5 separate regions of the Mus musculus genome follow, and all the other regions are linked to region 1. A link is a contact called in public promoter capture Hi-C data. All regions are on one chromosome and are shown on one strand. Each heading gives the region's core, a stretch centred on a gene start, on an enhancer-like site or on the middle of the called end of the contact. The rest is flanking DNA. Distances are from core to core; before and after follow the strand shown. Region 1 holds the start of Rgs9 (regulator of G-protein signaling 9). Region 2 holds the start of Cacng4 (calcium channel, voltage-dependent, gamma subunit 4). Region 3 overlaps Prkca (protein kinase C, alpha). Region 4 overlaps Prkca (protein kinase C, alpha). Region 5 holds the start of Abca5 (ATP-binding cassette, sub-family A (ABC1), member 5).

The links. Promoter capture Hi-C pulls out the DNA fragments that hold promoters and counts their contacts.
Region 2: a contact with region 1 is called in a promoter capture Hi-C map of embryonic stem cells, with 5 times the contacts expected there. The contact joins the promoter of Cacng4 here to the promoter of Rgs9 in region 1. A contact is called at or near these places in 4 of 39 promoter capture datasets (embryonic stem cells, hippocampal neurons and liver).
Region 3: a contact with region 1 is called in a promoter capture Hi-C map of embryonic stem cells, with 6 times the contacts expected there. The contact joins the enhancer-like site here to the promoter of Rgs9 in region 1. A contact is called at or near these places in 10 of 39 promoter capture datasets (the 3T3-L1 cell line, HPC-7-derived erythroid cells, embryonic stem cells and 4 more), 1 of 115 datasets of contacts at active chromatin or transcription factors (embryonic stem cells) and 1 of 9 other capture datasets (embryonic stem cells).
Region 4: a contact with region 1 is called in a promoter capture Hi-C map of hippocampal neurons, with 6 times the contacts expected there. The contact joins the enhancer-like site here to the promoter of Rgs9 in region 1. A contact is called at or near these places in 9 of 39 promoter capture datasets (cranial neural crest, embryonic stem cells, hippocampal neurons and 5 more).
Region 5: a contact with region 1 is called in a promoter capture Hi-C map of embryonic stem cells, with 5 times the contacts expected there. The contact joins the promoter of Abca5 here to the promoter of Rgs9 in region 1. A contact is called at or near these places in 4 of 39 promoter capture datasets (embryonic stem cells, hippocampal neurons, liver and 1 more) and 1 of 9 other capture datasets (macrophages).

What each region holds. Positions count from the first base shown.
Region 1 is chr11:109,295,461-109,300,101 of GRCm38.p6, forward strand. Rgs9 (regulator of G-protein signaling 9) reads right to left here and starts at 2,721. Exons shown (of 19, transcript NM_011268.2): 1 at 2,478-2,721. The coding sequence starts at 2,534. It overlaps Gm39441 (a long non-coding RNA gene), which reads left to right and starts at 2,770. Exons shown (of 3, transcript XR_880277.3): 1 at 2,770-2,990.
Region 2 is chr11:107,792,012-107,796,652 of GRCm38.p6, forward strand. It overlaps Cacng4 (calcium channel, voltage-dependent, gamma subunit 4), which reads right to left and starts at 2,695. Exons shown (of 4, transcript NM_019431.4): 1 at 2,234-2,695. The coding sequence starts at 2,453. Gm11650 (predicted gene 11650) reads left to right here and starts at 1,861. Exons shown (of 2, transcript NR_165828.1): 1 at 1,861-1,954; 2 at 2,927-3,842.
Region 3 is chr11:107,979,548-107,984,188 of GRCm38.p6, forward strand. It overlaps Prkca (protein kinase C, alpha), which reads right to left. Exons shown (of 17, transcript NM_011101.3): 10 at 4,338-4,511; 11 at 2,064-2,155. Among named protein-coding and RNA genes, the nearest start is that of Mir7223, 15 kb to the right of the region's middle. Within about 2 kb of position 2,809, at least 71 of the 459 cell types and tissues checked have an H3K27ac peak or open chromatin away from gene starts, as enhancers often do. A contact at or near this core is called in embryonic stem cells, where this site is marked.
Region 4 is chr11:108,021,524-108,026,164 of GRCm38.p6, forward strand. The region is part of intron 5 of Prkca (protein kinase C, alpha); the gene reads right to left. Among named protein-coding and RNA genes, the nearest start is that of Mir7223, 27 kb to the left of the region's middle. Within about 2 kb of position 1,943, at least 26 of the 459 cell types and tissues checked have an H3K27ac peak or open chromatin away from gene starts, as enhancers often do. A contact at or near this core is called in hippocampal neurons, where this site is marked.
Region 5 is chr11:110,335,478-110,340,118 of GRCm38.p6, forward strand. Abca5 (ATP-binding cassette, sub-family A (ABC1), member 5) reads right to left here and starts at 2,239. Exons shown (of 39, transcript NM_147219.2): 1 at 2,008-2,239. Gm39445 (a long non-coding RNA gene) reads left to right here and starts at 2,361. Exons shown (of 3, transcript XR_880289.1): 1 at 2,361-2,807; 2 at 3,311-3,382; 3 at 4,428-4,528.

The DNA.
Region 1 (4,641 bases), core at 1,471-3,970:
CCCTCCTTCTCCTCCCTCCTCTTTCTCCTCCTCCTCCTTCTCCTCCTCCTTCTCCTCCTCCTCTTCCTCCTCCTCCTCCTCCTCCTTCTTCTTCTTCTTTCTCTCTCTCTCTCTCTCTCTCTCTCTCTCTCTCTCTCTCTCTCTCTCTCTGCCTAGACTCCCCCATTTATCCTTCAGTTCTCAGACCCATGTCCCCTGGTTATGCAGGCCCCCTCCCCTATCCCACACCAGAAGAAGACTCTGATCATTGTATCACACTTGCCGTGCCTGTATTGTTTCCAGGTTCCACCTATGCTTGTGTGCCTGGCAAGTCACTTAACCTCTCTGAGCCTCAGTATCCTTCTCTGTAAAGGACAATGGCAACTGTCTGACAAAACAAGACAATGCACGCAAAGCCCTGCCCACCTTGGACACTGATGGAGTGGAGAATAGTACCTCACCTGGGTCCGCATTCTGCTGGTCCCGGCCTTTTTTCTGAAAGCCTGGTTACTAACTCAGGTGGATAACTGCTGAGGACTTTCTACCATAGGCTCCTGAGGTTCTGTAGACCTCTGTTCTGTCCTCTGACCTACGGGGTTCTGTGATCCAACTCAAGACCCCAGTGGGCACAGATGGGAAGCAGACAGGATCCTTACCAGGACAAAGCAGCTAGGAGAACAATACTGTGGGTGAGGAGGACACAGTCTGTAGATCCAGAGAGGGAAGTTGCTCTCCCCATGGAGTCAGAAGGACCCTGCTTCACAGAGGAGCGGGAGTTTGGCAGAGGGGGGAAAGGATCTTTCTGTAAAAGCATGGGGTCCTAGAGAAATGAGGACATTCTGAGTGACAGCTTAGGGTGGCTGGCCTGCTTTGTTCTTCTCCTTGGAGGGCAGGAGTGGGAGTTGAGTAAGAGGAAGAGCCAGGGAGATGGTGGAAACTGGGCCCCGAGCAACCAGGCTGCAAAGGGTGGACAGTGTCCTGTGCATCTAGGAAGCCAATGGGGCCAGGGGTGGGGGGAACATCCTATATGAGAACTCACTCAGTGTGGGAAAGAAAACCAATGTGTATGAAGGGTGTCAGGGAGGAGGGGAGAGGCAGTGAGGACCATGAAGTAGGGTGAATGCAGAGGCTGTGTAGAAGAAGAGGTTTGGCTGGGAGTAAAGGGGAGATGGGCTAGATGGGACTGGACAGGGTGTAGAAGGGGAGGCTGGGGTGGAGGTGAGGGGGGAAGGTTAGGATGGAGAGAATCAGAGGACAGGCTGGGGAGGAAGTGAGAGGGTCTGAGGAGGAGCTGAGGAAGATTGTGTGGAGGTACAGCATGCCGGGGGTGTGGGGGGAGGATGCTGGAGAGCAAGACACCACTCAGAAGGCCAAGGGAAAGGATGCATGGGAGTGATAAACACACGAGTGCTACAGATAGGTGCTCTAAGCTCCAAGCCAGGGCCGTCCTGCACGGCAGGAGAAGACCAGCCTAGACACGATCTGAAAATGACGTTCGACTTTGGACCACCAGACTTGGGCAGCCTCTTGTCCTTTCAGGAGCTGGGAGCTGCACTGTCTACTCTCCTGAGTGAGACAGTGTTCCCTTCTGTTTACGGCATGGCCCTTACATCTCTTCTATCTGGCTTCTCGGGGAGATGACCAGGTGTGCCGAATGTCCTGGTGTGCCCAGGTCTGTCCAGCTTTTAACATCTTGTAGATTAGGATACTTAGTCACCAACTGCACCCAGTTGCTAAGCTCCAGAGGCTCAAGGCAGGGAGGGCCCAGCTTGTCACAGAACATCCATCGGGCTAATTCCCTCAACAGGATAATCCTATGAAAAGTGGCATGAGCCAGAGGTAGGGCAGACAAGTGACCTGGGACTTAATCCTGTGAGTGTCTCTTCCCACACTGTCTAACTTAAAAGCCCAGAACTAAATGAACCACTTTGTCCCCAAACACGTCACCCCATAGGTACATTCCACCTCCCACATGTCCATCGGGAACGGACACCCTGTTCTGGCCATTAGCCATCGACAAGAAACGGTTCTAACTATACAGAAAACACACAGATTGCCATCCTGGGATCAGGGGAGGCTCTTGATCCCACAAATCACATTTTCCTGGTCTTTTTATACACACAGGCATACACACACTTAAAAATCCTGCTGTTTAGTATTGGGGGAAATGTTCATTTAATAGCCGATTCCTTGTAACAATATAGGCTGTCTCAAATCACCGCGCAGCTTCAAGCACTCTCCTGAGTAACAGGTTGTTTTTGGCCTGCAGCAGACCATCACGGCTGCCTTCGAATTCTCCACTACAGTTTACGCGAAAACCCAATCATTATGGTTTTTAAATACAACACATAGAGCCACATAGAAGTCATTTAGTAAAATTGGGCAGCGCGGATCGACCTAGATGGACGCCCTCTGCCCCTGCCCAATCTTCCCTTGGACACTCCACATACTGGGTCCCCGCCCACTTGCCAGGGTCCAGATGGGGATTCCCAGGGTACCTTTTGGAGAAATGCCATCCTCGGCCTGTACTGCTGGCCTTGGTGTCGGATCGTCATTCTGGACCCTGGATGAATTCACGACCACAACACGAATGGGAGCGAAAGGGGAAACCCCCAAGTTCACAAGCCAGCCTGGTCTGCCCCAGCCTGGGCGTAGACCGGGAGGCACAGAGAGCGGAGCGCGCAGGGCCCAGAATACCGCCCTCCACCCCTCGACTCTCCCTCGCACCCGCCGACATGCAAAGCAGCTGGAATTCGCGCCAACCAATCAGCGAGCAGCGCCGCGCGCTCATTAGCATGCACTGCGCGGGCTCCCACCTGCCACCAGGGGGCGGCGTCCGGCTCCACCTGGACCAAACCTCAGGTAGGAAGGCCAGATCAGGGATGCTGAAGCTAGAGCATCTGCCCCAAGGTGTGTGAGCCTGTTAATCTCTTTATATACAGAAGTGAGACAGAGCACAGTGGGAAAGGAGCTTTCCGACGCCAGCTTGCAGGAGAGTTGGACATCTTTGGGTAAGTCAGCGCTAAGAATTTCTTTATAAGAGAAGAGAAAATTTTAAACAGTTTCATGGTATCCAATAGAAGTGTCCATGAAGCTTCTAATAGATAAGTGAGCAACGCTGTGATTGTTCCTAGATAGATATTTAAGATAAAAAAAAATACCAGATGTAGACTTTTATTAATTGGCCTAACAAATAGACTAACTAGTAAGATGTTGGTTTCAAGAGAGGAAGAAGTGAAGAAGCCCATAGACACTCTTTAGCTAACTGTGTGCCCTTAGGCAAATTATATTTTACTTCTAATTCCCGATACTTGTATTTGTTTGTCTTTAATAGACTCTTAAAGGAACTTTTAAACTGACCTAAAAATTGGGCAGATGGGACAGAATAGATGCCTCCAGAGTGGCCACCTGCTCCACACATTCATAACCCCCCTCCAGGGTCAACCTGTCTGGGGAGATTGGTATGTGTCACCAATTGATGAGCCTATATTGGCATATATCCAGAAAAAAAAAAAAAGGATGAAGCCTCCACTTAGTCTACACAAGCAGGATAGATATACAATGTCGCATCTCGCATGTTTAAGTTGAAAAAGAACAAAGGGATTCGCCTTAGTGGTGCTCAGTCAACTGGTATACCTTTAGCATCTAAGCCCTTATCCACTATTTTTTTTTCCTTTCAGGCACATTTATTTGTAAGAATCCGTTGAACGCTGTGGACACTCTCAGAAAGCATGCTCACACACATGTTCACATAACACTGACTCCAGTTTGCAAACAATGTCAAAGTGCTCGTTTCCCCTGGGCCCCATGCAGAAGCCCCCACATCACAAACTTCAGTGAAAAGGATGTGAGCTCTCCAGGGATGGGTTGATGCAGAGGACCGGGGTTTCTGCCAATCATACCAGACCTCTGAGAAGCGTGTTCCTTATGTGAGCTGGGATCCCAGGAAAAAGCTGCAATGTCTTGACGTTTCCTCATGGAACAACTTCTGGGTTTAGTGTTACACGGAATACACATAAGCAAATAAAGCCAGCATTTCTTAGTTCTATAAATTCTGAGTAAGGAAAATAGAGGTGATTTCCTAAGGGGGTGGATTGGGAGCTTAAGTCATTCAGCAATGAGGAAAATCGAAAATGTAAGGAATTGTGCTCAGCTCTAGAATAGGAGCCGTCGTAGAGAGCATGCTGCTCACTGTCATCTCTTCTTTCAAGCTTCCCTGTGAAGCAGTCATATTTTGGAGGATTTTCTCTTAGCCTATTGGACCAGAGATGCTTGGTGGGTGTACCAGAGGCTGGTCCTCAGCCTGCGATGTGGTTCCACAAAGCTTAGGTTACGCTTCTTAGAGTATTTATTATATTACCTTTGCAGATGTCAACCAGAGCCAGAGAGATGGGACATGGAGACAAGAGGAATCTGAGGTGAATTGCGAGCTGAATTCAGGGGGGAAGCAGAAATGAAAGATGAGTGGAGGAAGCCAGAAAACATAGAGAAGCCAGCAAACAGTACAGGCAGAAACCAACAGGAGCTGTGAGGCAGGTGAGAGCCCCTTGAGGCAAGCTGGGCCAGGGCCTTCCCAAGGGCAAGAGTGTCTCTGGGGCTCTCCCGCAGAGCTAAGTCTCTGTTCCTTCCAAAATGCTCCAATATGTAATTTGATATAAAAGG
Region 2 (4,641 bases), core at 1,445-3,944, 1.5 Mb before region 1:
CGTGCTGGCCTGCGTCACAGGGGGCATCAGTGGCTCTGGGAGCTGTCTGCCTCCTTGCTGTGTTATGAGAAAAGCTGGCAGTTCCCGCCCAGTTATGGATCTGAGCATTGGACAAAGAATCTTGAACCAACTCTCACAGCCTTGAGTCTCGGGGGGATGCTCTGGTCCTGGTACACCCAGTAGGTACAGCCTGCTCATTCCTCAGAACCCCCCAAGCTTTGGGGAATAACAGAGGCAGCCCAGTTCTTTCCGTGAAGTCCCCCAGATGGCTCCCTCTGCCAGGCGAGCCAGCTGCCCTGATCAGCCCGGGGCTCTCTTGATGAACAGTGAGTTCAAACGGCTCGAGGCAGCTGGCAAGATGCTAAGTGCAGCATCAATCCTAATTAGGATGAGGGATTAATAAAGAAGGCATTGGAGTCACCATGCAGGCCAGGCTTGCCTGCGCTCAAGTTTCCCTTGGGAAACGGGAAGGTCCAAGCTCCGTGGGTTTCTTGGGATGGGGGTGGGAGGTGGCATCCAGTGGAGCCTGTGAGGCAGAACTCACACAGCTCTGCAGCCCTTGCTCTCTAACTCAGGTGCGGTGGCAGGTAGTGACGTGGGTACATTCTCCAGATGAGAAGTGTAGGTGTTCACGATCTGAGCAACTGCATGCCCAAAAATTATGTTTTTTTTTCAGAAGAAAAGGGGGGTGTCATCGTGGGCCCACCACTTCCTTTGTGAGGCGTTCTTTCCCCCTTAACTATTGATCTCACAACTCTGTCATCTACAAACCGCTCAGAGCTAGCATAAAACTCCAAAGTGCAGAAGCAGTCCTGATCTGGACTCGGAATTGGAGGACAGAGATGGACAGGAGCCCAGGGTCTGGCGGGGACAGTGGGGGGGGGGGTATCACTAAGTCAAACCTCACAATGCCTCCTTTCATATGATTCAAAACGCGTCCAGGAAGGGCTATCTTTCTAAGAGCTGGCCCTCCTGTGGCATCCCACCACACTTAAGTAGCTGAAGGGAGGAGAGGAGGGAAGAATTTCCTCAATTTCCCAGGGGCGGAGTGCACACGAGAAATGGTGACGGAAAGAAAGTCGAAACACTACGCAAGGATTTTTGAGAAATTAAAGCAATGATCGCCAGTTCCCCTGATCTGTCCCCAGTGTCAGAGACCAACCAGCCGATCTGACTACAACCTGGCAGAACCAGACCGCCCCTCCGTAGACACCTGTTAGTTCGAGTTTCCGTTGGGCATGAGGGCGCCAGGAGGGCTAAGAAGCCTAATGCATTTCCGGCGTCGGAGGTTTCTGCCTCGCGCTCCTAGAAGCTGTCCCCACAGTCCAAGGGACTCAATCCCTATCTCTAGATGCATTTCAACCGAAGCACACCTCTCAAGTCTCTGTATACTAGGGGGGTCACAGAGCCCCGCCCTGCCCTAACAGCGACCACGCCCCTCCCAGCCCACTCTTGGTCCGCTGTTGACTCTCCTCTCCCCAGTTTGGTTCCTACGGAGGTCTCTTGCCGACTTCGTGCTGAGGGGCAGTGACCCAGGGCTTGCTGCCTCAGTTACGGGAGACGCGGCGCGGTTCCCCTCTTGTACCCATCGCGCAGAGAGGAGTGAGTCTGTGGTGTCAGGGATCAAGAGAAGGCCGGCCGGCTGGAGCTACCTGGCTCCCCCAGAACCGCTTGGGGCCCAACCTGTACCCCGCCCTTACCCTCTCAGTTGGGGGCTTGGAGTGAGCGCCTAGCTGCCCCGGGGCTCCCCGCCCCCGGCCGGCCCCGCCCCAGGATGGCCAGTTCCCATAGCAATCGCACAGACACCGGTTGCCAAGCAACCCCTCCCCCTCCTCCCGCGTCCGCTTTCCCCCCAACCCTAGACTCCTCCCGCCCCCACGCCAGCCTCCACCTCCCCCAGGGGCGCCGGCGAGGCCCCTGGGGATCGCTCCGCTCTCGGGTTGCGCGCGCGTGCGTGAGTTTCTGTGTGTTTCATTGTGTCTGTGCGCGAGGGGGTGTGCGCGTGCGAGCCGAGAGTTTGTGGGATCGGTGTGTTGGGGAGGTCCCCAGCCTAGAGGGACCCGAGGCTGCTGCGCCCGTGTCCACTCGGGAACCCACCCTCCCAGCTTTAGGTTCTTTGTGTCTCGCGTGGAGCCAGCGCCGCGCCCACCCCTCCCCCGGCCCACTCCCCGGGGCAATGTGTGCGTGTGCATGTGTGCGTGTTATGTGTGTGCGTTGGGGGTAGGGGTCCTACCTTCGATGCAACACACCCGCCACAGTCCCGAATGGGTGAGGTCGCCGCGAGCGCGGCGGGGCGGGGGCCCGTCGTCCATGGTCAGGTTGGTGCCGTTGCAGATGTGCGCGCTGGAGTACAGCCAGTAGTCGGTGCCGATGGCGATGGCCATGAGCGAGAAGGCGGCGAAGGCTCCGGCCGTGGTCAGCAGCATCTGCAGCCCGCGGTCGCATCGCACCATGGTGGGCGCCTCATAGTCCGCCGCCCGCCGGCCCGGCCCGCCGCGCCCGCCCGCCCTCCTCCCTCGGCGCGCGGCTCCGGGGGCTCCAGGGGCTGGGGGGCCGAGGGCCGGGGGGCGGCGCCGCGCTGCGCGCTCCGACCCCGCGCCCCGGGCGTGCCTGCGCTCCGGCTGCGCGGGGCTCAAACTCCGAGGCGCGGCGGCGAGTGAGGGCTGCGCGGGCTACGCGGGCCGCCGGGCGGGCTGGCGGCGGCGGCAGCGGCGGCGGTGGCGGCCGGGGGCTCCTCCCTCTCGGCCCGCCCTCCCCTCCGCTCTTGGCCCGCGCCCTCCGCGCCTCCACCCACCGCCCGCCGCCCGGCGCGCTCTCTCGGCGCCGCCCCTCCGCCTCTGGCCCCGCGCTCGCTCTCCCACGGCCGGGATTTTCCCTCCCCTCTCTCCCCTCCCTGCGCTCACGCGCGCTCTCTTTTCTCTCCCAGGCTTCATTCACATTATCAGAGCGAAGGAAGCCGAGGGAAAGAAAGATTGGTTCCCTGGAAGGACCCCGGGGAAGCTGCGTCTCCAGTCACCTCTCTTTCCAACCCGGGACAGCCAGGATCTCCTTAGTCCCCAGGATTCTGTATCCCATTCTGTGGGATGGAGATTGCGTCCCCTTTCCTTCTTTCCCCACGGCCTTATGGCTGTACCTGGTTATGAAGGTCTAGGCAGGGATGTACTGTGAGACTCCTCGCGTTTCCAAAGGGCCCAGATGTGGGTCACAGACGGGAGACATTCTTTATGGGCCAAGCCAGATGAAGATCACCTCCATTTCAACCGAAGCAAGCCAAGGGGTTCTAGCAGGCACTGGGGAGCTCTGGACTTCTTCGAAGGGGGACTGAGGATGTGACACACTACAGTCACACTTCTGATAGTCCATTGCTGATAGAGGCAGGAACACCAGCAACTACATTGTAGCCTCCAGCTGTTTCTTCTCCCTGTCCTTCTCTGAACCTTTACTTTTTCTCCGGTTGGCTCTTCCTCAGCCTAACCGGCTCTTCCTCACCTCCCCTTAACCTTGTCAGACTCTGCCTCGGGGCCTCTGGCCTCTTCCCTTAATTGCTTTTGGTGCTGGCAGGGTCCCAAGCTGGATACACTCCGAGCTCCTTGGAGCCAGGCTCCTTCCTTGCCACCCAGTTCCCCTCCTCCCCTGCAGGAGGCCTGAAACCCACGGGGGGGGGGGGAACTCAGGCCATTTCTTACACCCTTGTCCCTGTTGCATCCTCGAGGGTTGTTCTGTGGGCTGCTGTTCTGACCCCCTGGGATTGAAAGAGACACATGGAAAGCTGCTGCCCTTGCAATTTTACCTCCCGGGCCACTTTCCCAGCTTTCCTCAGAGAAAATAAATGAATGACCCCAGCCTCAGAGCACTCACTGTTCTTCCTCTCTGGAGAGTGTGAGCTCCCCCCTCGTATATAGCCGTGTGTGGTAGCAATGTGCAAATGTTTGCCCTGGGAAAAATTATCTTTTGCTGGGAGAAGGGAATATAAACAAATAGAAAAAAAAAACCAGAATAATAAAATGTGAGGGCCAGGCTGACTAGCCCAATCAGCGTTGCTGGCCTTTTCCTCTGCCTTTGGGGGGTGTCTGTTCTGCTTTCCAAAGTTTCAAAGGACGAGAGTTATTGCTTTTCTTCCCTTAAAAAAAATCACTGTCATCTAGGGCTGTATTGTCTACCCAGCAGGTGCCTGATATCCGGCTGAATGGACCAGAAGGCATGTGATGGTTTCTCCTGTTTCAGGGCAAGGCTGCTCACCTCTGTCTCCAGGAGCCTCCAAGATGAACTCAAGGTTCTGTGCTCTGAGAGATTTTTGATTTTTGGGGGGGGAGTCAGCCAGTCTTTGTTTCAGAGGTAATCCTTAACAGTGGGCCAACACAAACAAACCTGGTGTCCTGACTGCTGAGGAAATGAGGTGGAACACGCCGCGCCCCGACCCCCTCCCACCCCCCTTCCCACCCCCCCCACCCCCCCACACCTCGCAGCTGGAAGCTCCTCTGTGCTCCTCAGAGTTCCATGAAGCAAGGTGTGAAAACCCACATCCGGGTTAGCCAGGTGCTGGGTTACACAGAAACATCCTCTGGCCTGCACTAGTTAGAGCTTTCTCCTAGGATCTTGGAAGAAACCAATGCAGTAACCTAATTCATCTTCCAGGGGGTG
Region 3 (4,641 bases), core at 1,559-4,058, 1.3 Mb before region 1:
CGTAAGGAATGAACACTGGTGAGACCCCCCTGTGTCAGGAGGGTAGTTGAGGGGAAGGGTCGCTTTTCTCCGACACACAGACGAAGCAGTTTGCGGTTTGAGAGTGTAACCGCTCCCGGAAGACAAGGCCTCGGGTGCGCTGTACGCTCTAGCTGCTTGCTTTATTCATTCTCTGAAGTGCCGGACGGAATAAATGGGACACGCTCCATGATTCATGCCCGAGTTTGCCCTTTTAAATAATTCATAATAAAAACAGTCATTACCATCACTACAAAATCGTTAATAGGTTAATATCTGGAGCTCGGATTAAATGCAGAATGATGTTTTAAAATTTGCATAGCACTGGGGAGCCTTTGAAGTCCAAGGAGCCACAAGTCCACGCCTGGGTGAATACACCCGGGAGGCTTAAAATAAGCACCGTAGCTGCAGAGTGGAGGAGAGCCGAAGAGAAGAGGCTTAGTGAGGGCTGGCAGGGAGGCCAGGGTAGGGCTGGGAGGTGTGTGGGGGGGAGGATGTAGGGGGCAGAGGGGGAGTAGGACCGTGGGTGATTTTCATGTTATTTTCCTTGTTTCCTTTATTTTTAACTTTTCTGCAGTACAGATACGAAAGGGCCTCAGGAGAGGCACCATCTTTGTGACATAAGATGGCCACTCTGCCACCTTTAATTTTCTTCTGGCTTTGGGCTATTCAGCTTTATTTTACAATCTGAGCATCTCAGTACTCTGATACAATGAGGTGGGTGGGTAAGGGCCGGTGTTTCTAAAAGAAATACACTTGCTTCTTAGTAGAAATAAAAGGAAAAATCCCCCTTTATATTTTTTAAAGCCTTTACCTAAGGGGCTCCCTATCTTCGTCCAGCTAATCTTTATGGTGCAGATTATCCCACACAGGCTCTGGGTTCCCGTGATTTATGTTTCAGGCCACGCATGAGCCTGGGTCCCGTTTCCATTTGCTGACTTGACTAATGGGCGCAGGCGCACTGTGCCTCTGCGTCTAGGTCTGGAAAAGAGCTCTCTGCTCAGTTTGCTTCTATTTAAGTTGCAGACTTTCTGGATCCCAGGAGATGGGAAAGAGCGCAGGTACCCGTGCCCCACCCCCACCCCGTGGATGGCTAACTCCTCAGGTTCCTGCCTGCTCTCTGCTCCTGCATTCCCACAAGGAAGGTGCAATCCCAGTGTGATGTTCGAGGACAAGCTTCCCTCCTCCTGGACAGTGTCCTCCCCCTGGCCTGTGATGTCACTTTAAAGAGGTTTTCCTTCTCTTGCACTTTGGCTTTTCCTCTTCCAGAATGTTCCTTGTAAATAAAGACCTACTTTCAGCTCAATTTTTTTCTTCCCTGCCGTGGTTCCCAGGGGTCCCCTTGCACCGGCCCCTTCCTTACTTTTCCTCTTGTCTCAGCCAGTAGGCTCTGTCAGAACTTCTGTGGGATCAAGCCCTTCTCTCTGCCATCCTCATAGGCTGCCCTCCCAGCAGGCTTTGCACTTCTTTGTCCAGCCTCCCCCACCACCTCATGTCACCTAAGCTGAAGGTCACCCCCTGGACTTGGCTCCATATCCTTTCCTTGGCAGGCACCTCTCATCTCTGGGTTGGGCATCCCCCAGTTTTGTGCTGCACCCACTCTCCGACTCTGGAGTGTTAGTGGTACCCTGTGTTGACCTGCACTGTTTCAGCAATGTGTCAGGACTGTTGGATGGCTTTTGCTAATGAGAGCATGGGCTGCCCAAGGGCCTCTCATCACTTTACACTCTTGCTGGATGAGCAGCAAGCAGGGAAGGCTTCCATCCATACGGGTGTTAGTAGGTGATGGGGAGGCAGGCGTCCGTATGTCCAGTCTGCTGAGACTAGAATCACTGGTCCTAAGACATACCTATTATGCACAGGTCCTGTTGGCTCAGCTGCTACTCTGGGAAGTTTCAGAGCTGAGACCCAAGTGAGCAGAGTTGCCCTTGGACATAGTATCTAGAAGGAGTTCTCAGTTGGGAGAATTAGGCTGTTTGAATTTCAAGACTCAAAATAAAAAAAAAAAAAAGAAAGAAAGAAAAATGTTAATAAAGATTACTCACACTGCTTGTGGCTCCTTAAATTTCCCGACTTGCTGAATGTGGTACATGAGGTCCCCGCCGTTGACGTATTCCATGACGAAGTACAGCCGGTCCTGGAGACCAAGGTTTACACGTGAGGAGGGTCCCTCCCCAGCAGAGCTTATCAGCTTTGCTTTCATATTAGCAAACACAGGGTGACCTTGACAGATCTGCTCTTCACTGAGTGGGGGATAATGTGCATCCGTACATCTGCAGGTGACGGACGCTGCTAACAGGTCAGCCTACTGGTAGTTATGCACCTCATTACAGTAAAGGCCTCAAACATTCTTTCCCTTCCCCCACACAGACTTCCCCGTACGGACAGTTCGTCTCTCAATCAGGGGTGATATGAAGACCCTATACGGGGCCTGTCATTCCATCTTAACCCCTGTTATCAATGGTGCGCATGCGTAAAAGATAGCCTGCGACTTCCAGGAGCTATGCTGGGCTAATGCAGTAAGGTGCGTAAATGGATGCTTCTGAAAACATATCTTTTGGGGTTATATTGAACTCATAAATTACGCACATGTAATGATATTTAGTGGGTGGAAGAGAGGGGTTCACCATAAAAGGAGATTTTAATCAATGTTCTTTTGCCTCCAGAATGTGCTCAAATATTGCCTTTTTCTAAATATTTTCTGTCACTGGTATGCTAAGAGCTGGCCCCACGGAGAGCATATATCATGGAGCCAAGTAAGTCTGCATAGTTATGAGGCCATTATGCTGGGACAGATGGGGACATTATGCCAGGCAGTTTAATGGGAGGACAACCAGCAGCACAACAGAGCATGGTAAGAGCTGACCTCTGCTAGAGTCTAGAAAGCAACCCCCCTTACACACCGGGGCTATTAAACATTCAAGTGTAGCTCCAGGAGGGAGAGATGACGGAGCTGGTGTCAACAGCCCCGAAGTGGCTATGGGAACCCCCGGCTCTGGATTCAATTCCTTCTTCGCAGTTTCTTCGCAGTTTTCCAGAGCTGCACGGGTGCCCGTGGGCTCACAGAACAGGGCTGAGATTGTGTTCTCCCTCCTAACCTTCCCACCAGTTCTCTCTGGAGCTCTGAGAGGGCTGGAGCCGACTGCATGACCAGTGCAAGGCTGACACACAGCGGCCGCTGCCAACATTGCATGCTTGGCGCACGCCGAGTCCACAAAAATCCCCCATTTTGAGACTCCAAGCTTCTCAAGGCATCTTGTTCCCCAAGATTTTAAAAGGAGAGGCCTAAGCACGGATCATTTTTCCATCACAGGGAAGTTTTACATGAGACGGTGACTGTAACACTAGCTGTCAGGGGAGTGAGATCTGACAGCGGCTGCTTGGAGAGTGGGGCTTGGAGGTGGGGAACCCCTCAGCTCATCGCTGCATCTTAGAATGCATGTCAGTGTGGGGAGACCAGGAAGCCCCACAGCTGGTGTCTTTGTAGTTTGAACATTTCTTTTACATTTTACTTTGCGCCTAAGGTCAGCAGAACTTTTTCCTGTAAACGGTCAGATTGTAGGGGCAAGGTTTGTGTGTTTCTTACAACTCCTCACAGCCTTCACAGTCGGGAAGCTGCTGTGGGTGACAGGAAAGTGGAGGGGTGTAGCTTTGTCCTTAGAATGTTAAATTTTGAATTTCATATGCGAGGAAATATTATAATCTGGGCTTATTTCTTGTGACCTTTCTCACAGCTCTCGGGCTGCTGGACAGGTCACAGCTTGCTCCTCCTGCTGTGTCATTATACAGAGACAGCTCCTCAGAAAACAAAGTGTCCTGGCACACCAATGCTGGGCGTGGCAGCAGCAGGATGGGGGAGGGGGTTGTCTGTAAAAGGCAGGGCTGGCTAGCTATGGTGGCACACACCTTTAATCACAGCATGTGGGAGGCAGAGGCTGGCAGATCTCTGAGTTCAAGGCCAGCCTGGTTTGCTTAAAAAGAGAAGGCAGGGCTGTGAATCCACAACTGCTTTGCGAAAGTCTTAGCCCAGGGCCTACAGGAAGAAGACCTCTCACGTACAGCCACTTGGAGGACCTTAATGGACACCCAGATCCTCCCACGTGCAGGCCCCTTATTTAAAGTGGTTTGGTATTTGTATTTATTCCATGCCCACGTGCCCACCAACACCAATCATCTCTAGACTATTTATTTCTAACATAATGTAACCACTGCTGTAATGAAAGCTGAACAGTGTGAGTTTGTTCCCAAAGGAAACGGGATTAAAGTCCCGAGTGTCTCGAGACCATGATGTAGTGTTAGACAGGAATGACAGTCCTCACCACTGTCTGGAAGCAGGAGTGCAGCTGTGTCAGAAATGGCGGCTTGTCCAGCAGGGCCAGCACGCGCTTCTCCACCATGGTGCACTCCACGTCGTCGTCCTGGATCACCACGTCCTTCTTCAGGATCTTGATGGCGTACAGTTCCTCCGTTCCCTTCCTGTCAGCAAGCATCACCTGGGGGAGTGGGGGTGGGGACAGAAGGAGAGAAGGCTCAACACTGGTGGGCAGACATCTGGTACAGGGAGTGGGGGCGGAGGTTGTGGGGAACAGTGTCGGGAGACAGTTTGGCAACAGCTGGTGCAGG
Region 4 (4,641 bases), core at 693-3,192, 1.3 Mb before region 1:
GTCATGTGACAACAGGTGAGAAGATGGAGGTAACTGCCAAGTCCATGCACCATGTCTTTGTAACAAAGGAGACACTGAGGAAATTAGCCATTCCAATGACGACCAGACTATTCTTTGTAGTTGTGGACCTACAAATTGATATCTTGTGAAAGTATGATCAAATTTGAATATAAATTTAATACCAGAGAAACTAGATGGGATTTCAGAGCTTATGCAGAGCTGTGTGTAAGAAGAGGAGGAAGAGGGGGATGGGAGAAAGGGAATCAGGAAAGAGAAGAGTGAGGAGAGAGAGAGAGAGAGCACTTCTCCACCGAGCATGTTCAATGAGCCATGTGGTTCTGAGATCGAGGGTGAATGAAGGTCCTTGGTTCTCTGGTGTCCAAGAAGATAATAAATATCATGGTGGTAATGGTGGGTAGCAACATTTTGGGAGAGGTCACTAAGTGATTGCCATTGTTTTGAGTTCATTACAATAGCCAGGAGCTGTGCTAGTGGGACCCAAGGGTGGGCAAGAGGCTGAATAACAAGCCCACTACATAAAGATTATGAGTGGCCAAGCCAGGACAAGCCTGTAATCTTATAGATCCCACCCAAGCATCACTTGTCTCAGAGTAGACATAGTCCCAGAGAAGAGGTGGTGAAATTGGCCCCAGCTAAGGTGAGGTGAGGGGTAAGAGATGAGACCAAATACCCTTCGTTTGGGAGGTGGGTGACAGTGGTCAGAGCACAGAGGGCCAAGTGAACACACAACAGGACCAGGGTCAATCCAGGGCTGTACCTGGATGGAGGGGAAAGGGTATAGACCGCATGTTTGCCTGATGCCTTGAAGTTGGCAAAGGGGACTCTAGTACCTGACTTAGAGTTGTGACCCTAGTGGCTTCTGGGGTTCAATTGCCAAACTGATAGGGTGTTCAGGATACAAGTGGTCTCTATAGTGTCTGCCTCAGAACTAACAGCTCAGGGTTTGAATTAAGAAAGACCCTGGTTTCACCAAGACATGGATTAAGAGTATCCAGTGGTGTTGAGAGCAGAGAGGTCACTCTTGGAAAGATGGGTTCCCCATAGAAAAGCAATGTCTGGATGAAAGATACTAGAGAAAGATACATGTGCTTGTATCATAAACATGGAGGGAGATAGAGACAGGAGGATTCCTGGTGCTTTCTGGCCAGCCGGTCTAGCCAACTGGTGAGCTACAAGACAGTGAGAGACCCTGACTCAAAAATAAGGCGGAGATATGCACAGCCCCATGCTCTCATGTGCTTTTGTGCTTGTTTCTGTTTTCCTTCTCTAGGACAAAGTCTCCTCCTCAAAGCACCTGACCTGGCCACGACCTGTTTCCACAGGGCAAATCTCCCTGCAATACCCACGCCCACACTTCAGCTCCCCCTAGGAACCATTAAGCAAGCAGTAAGCAAGACTAGGCACCAATGGGCTCATTCTTTATACTGTAAGGCACTCCAGAAACTGGGACTTTTAGGGAGCATGTGCCCAGGAGCACTGGGAGGCAAAAGCTGACAATAATCTGTGCAATCAGGTAGTAAATCAGGTGTGTTTACATAACTGAGTAAGAGGTTCAAAGGCATCCCACCTGGGCCACGGATGGGATCGGGAGGGAAAGGGCTGGACAGCAAGCTTGGCACACATCGTGGGCTCCAGGACACCACAGAGCGCTCAGCTTTCTCCAAGCCCAGCTTTCCCCGGCATGTTGCTGGGAAGAACATGCTGTTCTTGAGGCTCGTTTGCGCCTTGACTCTGGGCGTCATCGGGTGATGCTGAGAAGGAGAAACTGTCTCTGAGGGGCTGCCAGTTCCAGCACGGAGCTGTGAGCCAGTTCCCTGCCAGGAGACAGAACTCCCCGCAAATGCTGACGGGGAAACCGGCCGGGGTGACAGATTGCTTCCGGAACGGGATTTGCTGAATGCCCTTCCCATGTGATGCTTTGGGGGTGGTCCAGCTGTCTAGCAATAAGGCAAGGCTCCTGGTTCAGGGATTCTGACTCTCAAACAGTGCAGAGAGGCTGAGCCGTGATGCAACTGGGGTGTGTCAGAGGTGGTGGTGGACACACGATAGTGGGACCCTGTGGCGGAACCAACCACAAAGCTACAGGCCATCAGGTGTGCACAGCAAACTCCAGCAGAGGAAAGCATCTAGCAGGTTCCAGTTGGTACACATAGGAAGTTCTCAGGCTACAATCCCTGAGGTACGCAGGCTCTAACTTAAAGTAGTAAGGCACCCTAAAACTCCCTGAGACGCTCTCCTTCTCTCTCTCTCTCTCTCTCTCTCTCTCTCTCTCTCTCTGTGTGTGTGTGTGTGTGTGTGTGCAGAGTGTAGAGGACAGCCTTGGCTGTTGGTCCTTACATGCCATAAACCCTGCCATCTTGAGACAGGGTTTCTCATTGGCCTGGAGCTCACAAAATAAGCTAGGCTGGCTGGCCAGTGAGTCCCAGGGATCCGATTGTATCAACCCCACCTCCACCCCCATCCCAGCACTGAGACTATAAGCACATCCTCTTCCCCCCCCCCCCCACCACAACCTTTTTTAATCCTGAAGGTTCTGGGGGATTGAATTCAGGTCTTCATGCTTGCATGCTGTCACCCCAGCTCATTCTGTGTCTCCTTAAATCACAAATGTCTTAATATTTTTTTTTTCGAGACAGGGTTTCTCTGTGTAGCCCTGGCTGTCCTGGAACTCACTTTGTAGACCAGGCTGGCCTCGAACTCAGAAATCCACCTGCCTCTGCCTACAAATGTCTTAATATAAATTTATATTCTCTATGGCATTTGAAGACACTCTTAGGCCCTAGCGGAAAGATATCTGTAGACTTCACAGACCAACTCTCTCAGGACAGTGACAGCTGACTTCTCTCTTCACATTGGGACACTGCAGATTGTCATCCCTGTAGAACACGTTATCCTCCCAGGCTGGTCTCCCTCTGCCTGGCAGATGGGAAGAGTCTTACACTATGATCTGAACGCTTGTGATTCCCCACCCAATTAATATGCTCTAATTTCTAGTCCCCAGGTGAAGGTACTAAGAGGTAGAGTCCAGAGAGGTGATTAGGTCAGGAGAATGGGCCCCTCATGGATGAGATTTGTGCCCGTATAAAGTAGGTTTTAGGGAGCTTGCTAGCTTTTCCCACCGTGTGAGGACCCAATGAGAAGGCATTATTTCAGGATCAGGAAATGGGTTCCCCATGGGTACAGCAGCTGCCAGTTTCTTGAACTTGATCTTCCCAGCCTGAGTCCCACATTCCTGTTGTCTATCAGCTACAGTACCATGTGACAGAGGCCTGAGTGGAGCAAAGCCACCAGGGAGTTGAGAGTGACCTAGACAGTGTGGAACAAGAACCTGCTGGGGCTTGATATTGGGTAAGAACTGCAAATGAGGGTGCTGGTCCAGGGTGGTCACGTCATATTCTCCTTAGTGTGAATGTGAGTCCTCCATGAACTGGCACCCAAGAGCAGTCAACTCTGTCCAGATAGAGGCAAGTGATTCTTTCTTCAAGCAAGTGACAAGGTAGAGTTGACACTCTGTAGAGGAATGCATTGGACTGTGTGATGTGAGGCAGGAAGAGATGACATCCTCCTCTCGGGAGCAGGGTACCACTGAGAGATTTCTCATCAACACTCCAGTGGCACTTGGACTCTGTGTCTAGAGGTCTGATCTTGAAACTAATAATAGTCTAATAGCCAGAGTATCCCACCATTCACTTCAACAAATACTTTTTATTTGCTTTTTATTTTTATTTTGTGTTTTTTTTGAGACATAAGCTTGCTACATAGCCTAGGCTGGCCTTGAACCCGCCATCGTCATACTCTGCCTTCCCATGGCTAGGTTTACAAGCAGGTACAAACACATCATGCTGTAGTCTTCAGCATGCTCCATCCTCTGATTTACCAAGCCAATAGTGGTATAACTTCAGAGCCGACACTGGTTTCAACTGACTGGTTAAGGAAGTCAAATATCTTATTCCACTCAACCTGTCACATGCAGGACTGACACATGATTCCCAAAGACTCACGGGTTACTCTCCTCTCGACTGTTTTGAACACCTACCACCGAGCATAGCAGCATGGGGAAGTTATCTGCCACACACACGGGTCTCCATACAACCTTTGCCCTGTGATTCTGGGTTCATGCTGTCCCATCCCTGGGCACACCCTATCTGGAACACAACCCTGTTCTCTGGCTTTCCAGCCTCCTGCTAGCCCTGTCTATCAGATCTCCACAGGCTGACAGAAACACGGGGACAGGGACAAAACACTTCCTCCCCAGGCATCTCCCCAGGGTCAACACAGGGCAAGGCAAAAGCCACGCAGGCCAGATTCTTGGATTCTGACAGGAGCTGGAGTGGGCAAGGCCTTTCGAGGCTCTCACTTTGAGCTGCAGTTCACAGAGTGTCCATTTGGAGGGACTCCAACACAAGGGAAAAACCAAACAGGCCTTTTTCCAAGGAGACTCAATTCAGGCCAAAAGGAGCCAAGTGCTTTCCCAGAAGACATCAAATGATTTGAAGAGTCTCAGAGTGCTCAAAGACTAAGGGACATAAAATGTATTGTTAGTTTTCAGGAAGAAAATATGCCATGCAGGGCCATTTGCTCCACATTTCTAGGGCAACCATTACACATGGAGCTTTGCTG
Region 5 (4,641 bases), core at 989-3,488, 1.0 Mb after region 1:
ACTATGGAGATGCTGAATTCCCAAAAGACAAGATCTATGTAAAATGAAGAAGAGAGCTATCCACAACCCGGTGGAGGCAGATGCCACCCTGGAATGTGGCAGAGCACGGGTGTACGCCCTGGGCAGCAATGTACAGACGAAACTGACAACAGAGTGTGGAATGCCTTGTATGCGATATGGAACACCCCAAGTGGCACCCCACTCCTCCTCTGTACCTCTACACCCAAGGGAGATGCTTCACACTTTAGAAGTCCACTGACTGCCTCAATCCTCAAAACCCCTCCATCTCCATCTCCACCATCACCTACAAACTGCAATCTGGATTCCTACTTCAGTGAGAAAACAGAAACAATCCAAAGAAACGGCTCCACCACTCCAACCACTCGCTGACATCTGGGCCTCCAATAATTTACATGTTAAACAACGTGCATGGCTGCCATTCCCCCGAGAACTCTAAACCACAGAAACGTAAATGCCATCCAGTTTAACTATACTTTTAAATTAAGATTTAATTTTTTGAAAAGAGCTGCTAATCTGTCTAGCAATGCACTGAAAGAGAAACCTATCCAGCTATTTTACTGGCTTCATAATGGGTATAATAAACCTTTAAATTTAACAGAAGGCATCATAAACGCTTTCTTCGCTGATCTTTTAAAATTTACCAAAAGTAGTGACATAAAGCAAGATACTAATGCCAGTAAAGTTTGACCTAAGTTTTATGACAGAACGCCTTGCTGGAGGAAAACGATGTAACAGTACCCATATGGCAAGTCAGCTAATAGTTTTCTTTATATATAATGTTTATAAAAGTATAAAGTTTGCACTGTATAAAAGTTTTAAGTTTGCACTTAAAACTATTTCCAGTGTAATCTACACACTAATGAGGACTACAATTTATATTAGTATGAGTTGCTTTTATATAATTACTCTTTCAATTAAACTCAATGGCAGACATTACATACTATATTCATCTAGGAACTTTAGGAACAAAATGATTACCTGGCATGTAACGAACATATTAATAAATTTATGCAAAATTTAAGAGTTCCCTATGTTTAATAGAATTTGAAGTTTTGCATTATCAAGGACACATCTGCCTAAATGACCCACATTCAAAGATCACTGTCTCTTAAATCTGCTTTCAGGATAAACACACACAAAGTGTTCTCATAATGTTCTTATCTATTGAGTCTTCTCTGACGAGACATAAAAATGCTCTCTGGGCAAACATAAAATAGAGTGAGGAAAGCACCAGGATTAGAGAGTCTGGAATCTCAGAGGGAGAATCTCAGTACCTCATTTTTTTCCCCAGCTGGGACCTTAATAAAGTTATTTAACCTCTTTAAGACCCATATTTCCCACACAGAGTACCATCTCCAACCTCAGAGCAGCTGTCAAGATGAAGTAATACTGACCCTGGCTCTGAGCCAGGATCTAACCTCATCTGGGGCTCCAGAATGTCCTTAATTTTTGTCCTCAGACTTGATTCTTTGAAAACGTAAAGCGAAGCTTTTAGAGAGCTGGGGCGAAAATCCTCAACTCCGACTGCCCCAGAGGCCGCTGTCCCCCATGGACCTCGCTTTCTCCTCCTCCCTGAAACCTTTCCGCGCCTGGGAATCTTCGTTAGCTATGTTTGGGGAATTCAGATTATTTTCAACCCCAAAACCGTGTCACGAGCTCTGCGGCTTTTCCTCTCACCCCGAGTCCTCTGGTCACACATGATCCGCTACCCGATCTGCGCCCCAAGTAGGGCGATGCTCCTGAGCCCTCAGGGGGAAAACTGACTTCGGTTTGGTTTGGGCTTTTATTTAATTTCGGTTTGTCCTTTCTTTTCCTTCTGCCTCTCTAGAAGTTCTGAGGATGTCGCTAGCCCAGGGATCCCTGTCAGCGCCCGCCACCCGCCAGCATCCTCCGGCTCCCCGCGGCCCGCCACACCCTCCCCTCTCCTCATTCCCTAGCTGCTCGGCCATCTCCACGGTCCATGCCCCGTCCCCGCCGCCGCGTCACCTCTCTCCGCAGACACGAATGGCGAGCGACCTCGAGCGCCGCGGGCCTCGGCGTCTCCTCACCCCGGCGTCGCAGCCGCAGCGCTGTCAGGCCCAAGCCGCGAGCTTACCTGCGGCGACCGCGACCGCGGTAAGTGACGGAGCTCGGAAATTCTGCGCGGAGACGCGGTCCGCGAGGCCGAGCGCGCGCGTGCCCGCCGCCCCGCTACGCCGAGAGAGCCGCGCGCGCCGCCGGAGACACGCCCCCTGCCCGCCCCTGAATGCACCTGAGGGCGGGGCGTGCGTAATGCGCGTGCTCCTGGAGCTCGAGACGGGAGCGCGCTTGGGGGCGGGGCTACTGGGGGCGGGGCTCCGGCGGAGGTGAGCGCGGCGAACGAGTCGCAGAGTACTTGGTTGGACCTGCCGACTCTAGCTCAGGTGCTCAGAACCTCCTGGGGAGCTCGCCGCACCCTCCACCGAGGCTCGATGGGTTTGAGGAGACTTCTGTCGCCTCAAGAAGGACGGCCTTGGTTCTCCACCCTCCCATCTGCCTCTGTTCCCTTGTATTTAAAGAGTTGATAAAAGTCTGACACTCCTCCCTCTTGCTGCAGCGTCCTCCCTCCTCGTTTCTGTAAAGACTGCCTTCTCCTCTCCAACCTCAGACTACCACCTTGAACATCCTACCGGTTCCTTCAAACATCCTCCGAAAATCTGCAAGTGTTGACTTCTGGCAAAGACTATATACCACGCTTAATTTTTACTTAAAATGCAAACTGATGTTTGGAATGTCGTTACCCAAAGTGATCGAAACAAGGGCCAAAGGTATTGCAAAGTAAAGTTCACAATACCAAAATTACACATCCCTGAGGAAGACTGATCCTTTCTTATCCAGAAGCCACAAACTGCCAATTCATAACACACACACACACACACACACACACACACTATTCATGCTGGAATTTTTGCTGGCTTGATACTGAATGTGTCTGGTGTGTGCAGTCCCCAGTGCTATGTGTTACAGTTACTTTCGAAAACATCTTCAGCTCTGTGAATGTGAACATTCATACATATTTTGTGTATGTGTGTGTAGTTCTCAAATTGAAAACTAAGTCTATAGAATGTGTTCTGCTTTATTATAGATGTGGACGTTTTGCCTGCATGTGTGTGTACACTATCATAGAGCCTGACACAATGATATCTTTCCTCTCAAACACCCCACTTGGCACCATAGTATCCCTTTCACTGTCTTACATGCTAATCTCTTCAGCTACATCATATGTAGCCTGAAGTTAAGAACTTTTTCTTATACCAATTTAAATTTTCAGGTCTTGCGAATCATAAACTATGGTAAATACTGCTAATAATACTACTGATGAGAGAAAACACCTACAAGAAAGGTATGTAAATATTTTTATCTTCACAAAAAATACCTACTCACTTAACAAAATTGCACCCATAGAAACAGAAAATATTAAAATTCTATTATAGGAGTGGACTTGTAGTTCAGTGATAGTCTGCTTGCCTAGATTGTACAAGGTCCTGGCTTTAAACCCCAGCAACACACACACACACATACGACTTATAAAATGGACAACAAGATTATAGGCTTGTAAGAATAACATAGAACACAGAGAAAAATATTTTAAATAAAAAAATTACTACAAATTAATGTGTAGGTTGTGACATATTTTACTGCCTCTACGCAAACTATTTATCAGACTATTTATATCTTGTAATCAGGCTGGTCACACGATGTCTGCCTAAATGTCCACAACTACCAGGTTTTAATAGTAAAACAGCGGCCAGAGAGAATGATGCTTCCTTCCACCCTTCTGTATCTAGGAAATAGAAACAAGCAATAAGCACATCTTGGTTGTCATGGTGGCAACTGAAATCCCCACACCTCATTAATAGACCTTATAGACAAATGAACCATGTGGGAGTTCCTAGATCATAGGAGTTGCAGCTTGAGACTTAAGAAGCTCGGTGGCTATGGGAAATTAACAGTGGGCCACAGTTCTCACCAATATTTAACATGGAGTAAGAGGCCAAATCTTGCCACATAGAGTATTAACTTACAACCTGATGAACAATGGCTACGTGTGGCCGTGCTTTTGCTTGCCAGACATCAAAGACTTGTTTAAATGGATTTTTCTAGACCATTTTGCTAAAATTAAGATGACTAAATCATTTGGGGTGGGGCAGCAAATGAAAAATGGCCTCCGTGGGATTGTATATTTGAATGTTTGGTTCACAACTGGAGGAACCGTTTGGGGAAGGATTGGGAGGTGGGCCTTCTTGAAGGACATTTGTCAGTGGGACAGGCTTTGAGGTTTCAAAAGCCCACAATAGGCTCAGTGTTCTCTCTCTCTCTCTCTCTCTCTCTCTCTCTCTCTCTCTCTCTCTCTCTCTCTCTCTCCCTGCCTGTAACTGGAAGATCAGATGAGAGCTCTCAGCGACTGCTCCAGTGCCATGCCTGGCTGCCTGCTGCCATAGATCCACCAGGATGCTCAAGGGCTAACCTTCCAAAACTGCAAGCAAGACGCCAATTACATGCTTCCTTTTCCAAGTTACCTTTTCCAAGGTGTCTCCTCACAGCAAGAGAACAATAACTAAGTCATTACTGTAACAGCTTTGTGTCTGATACGTATAGTAT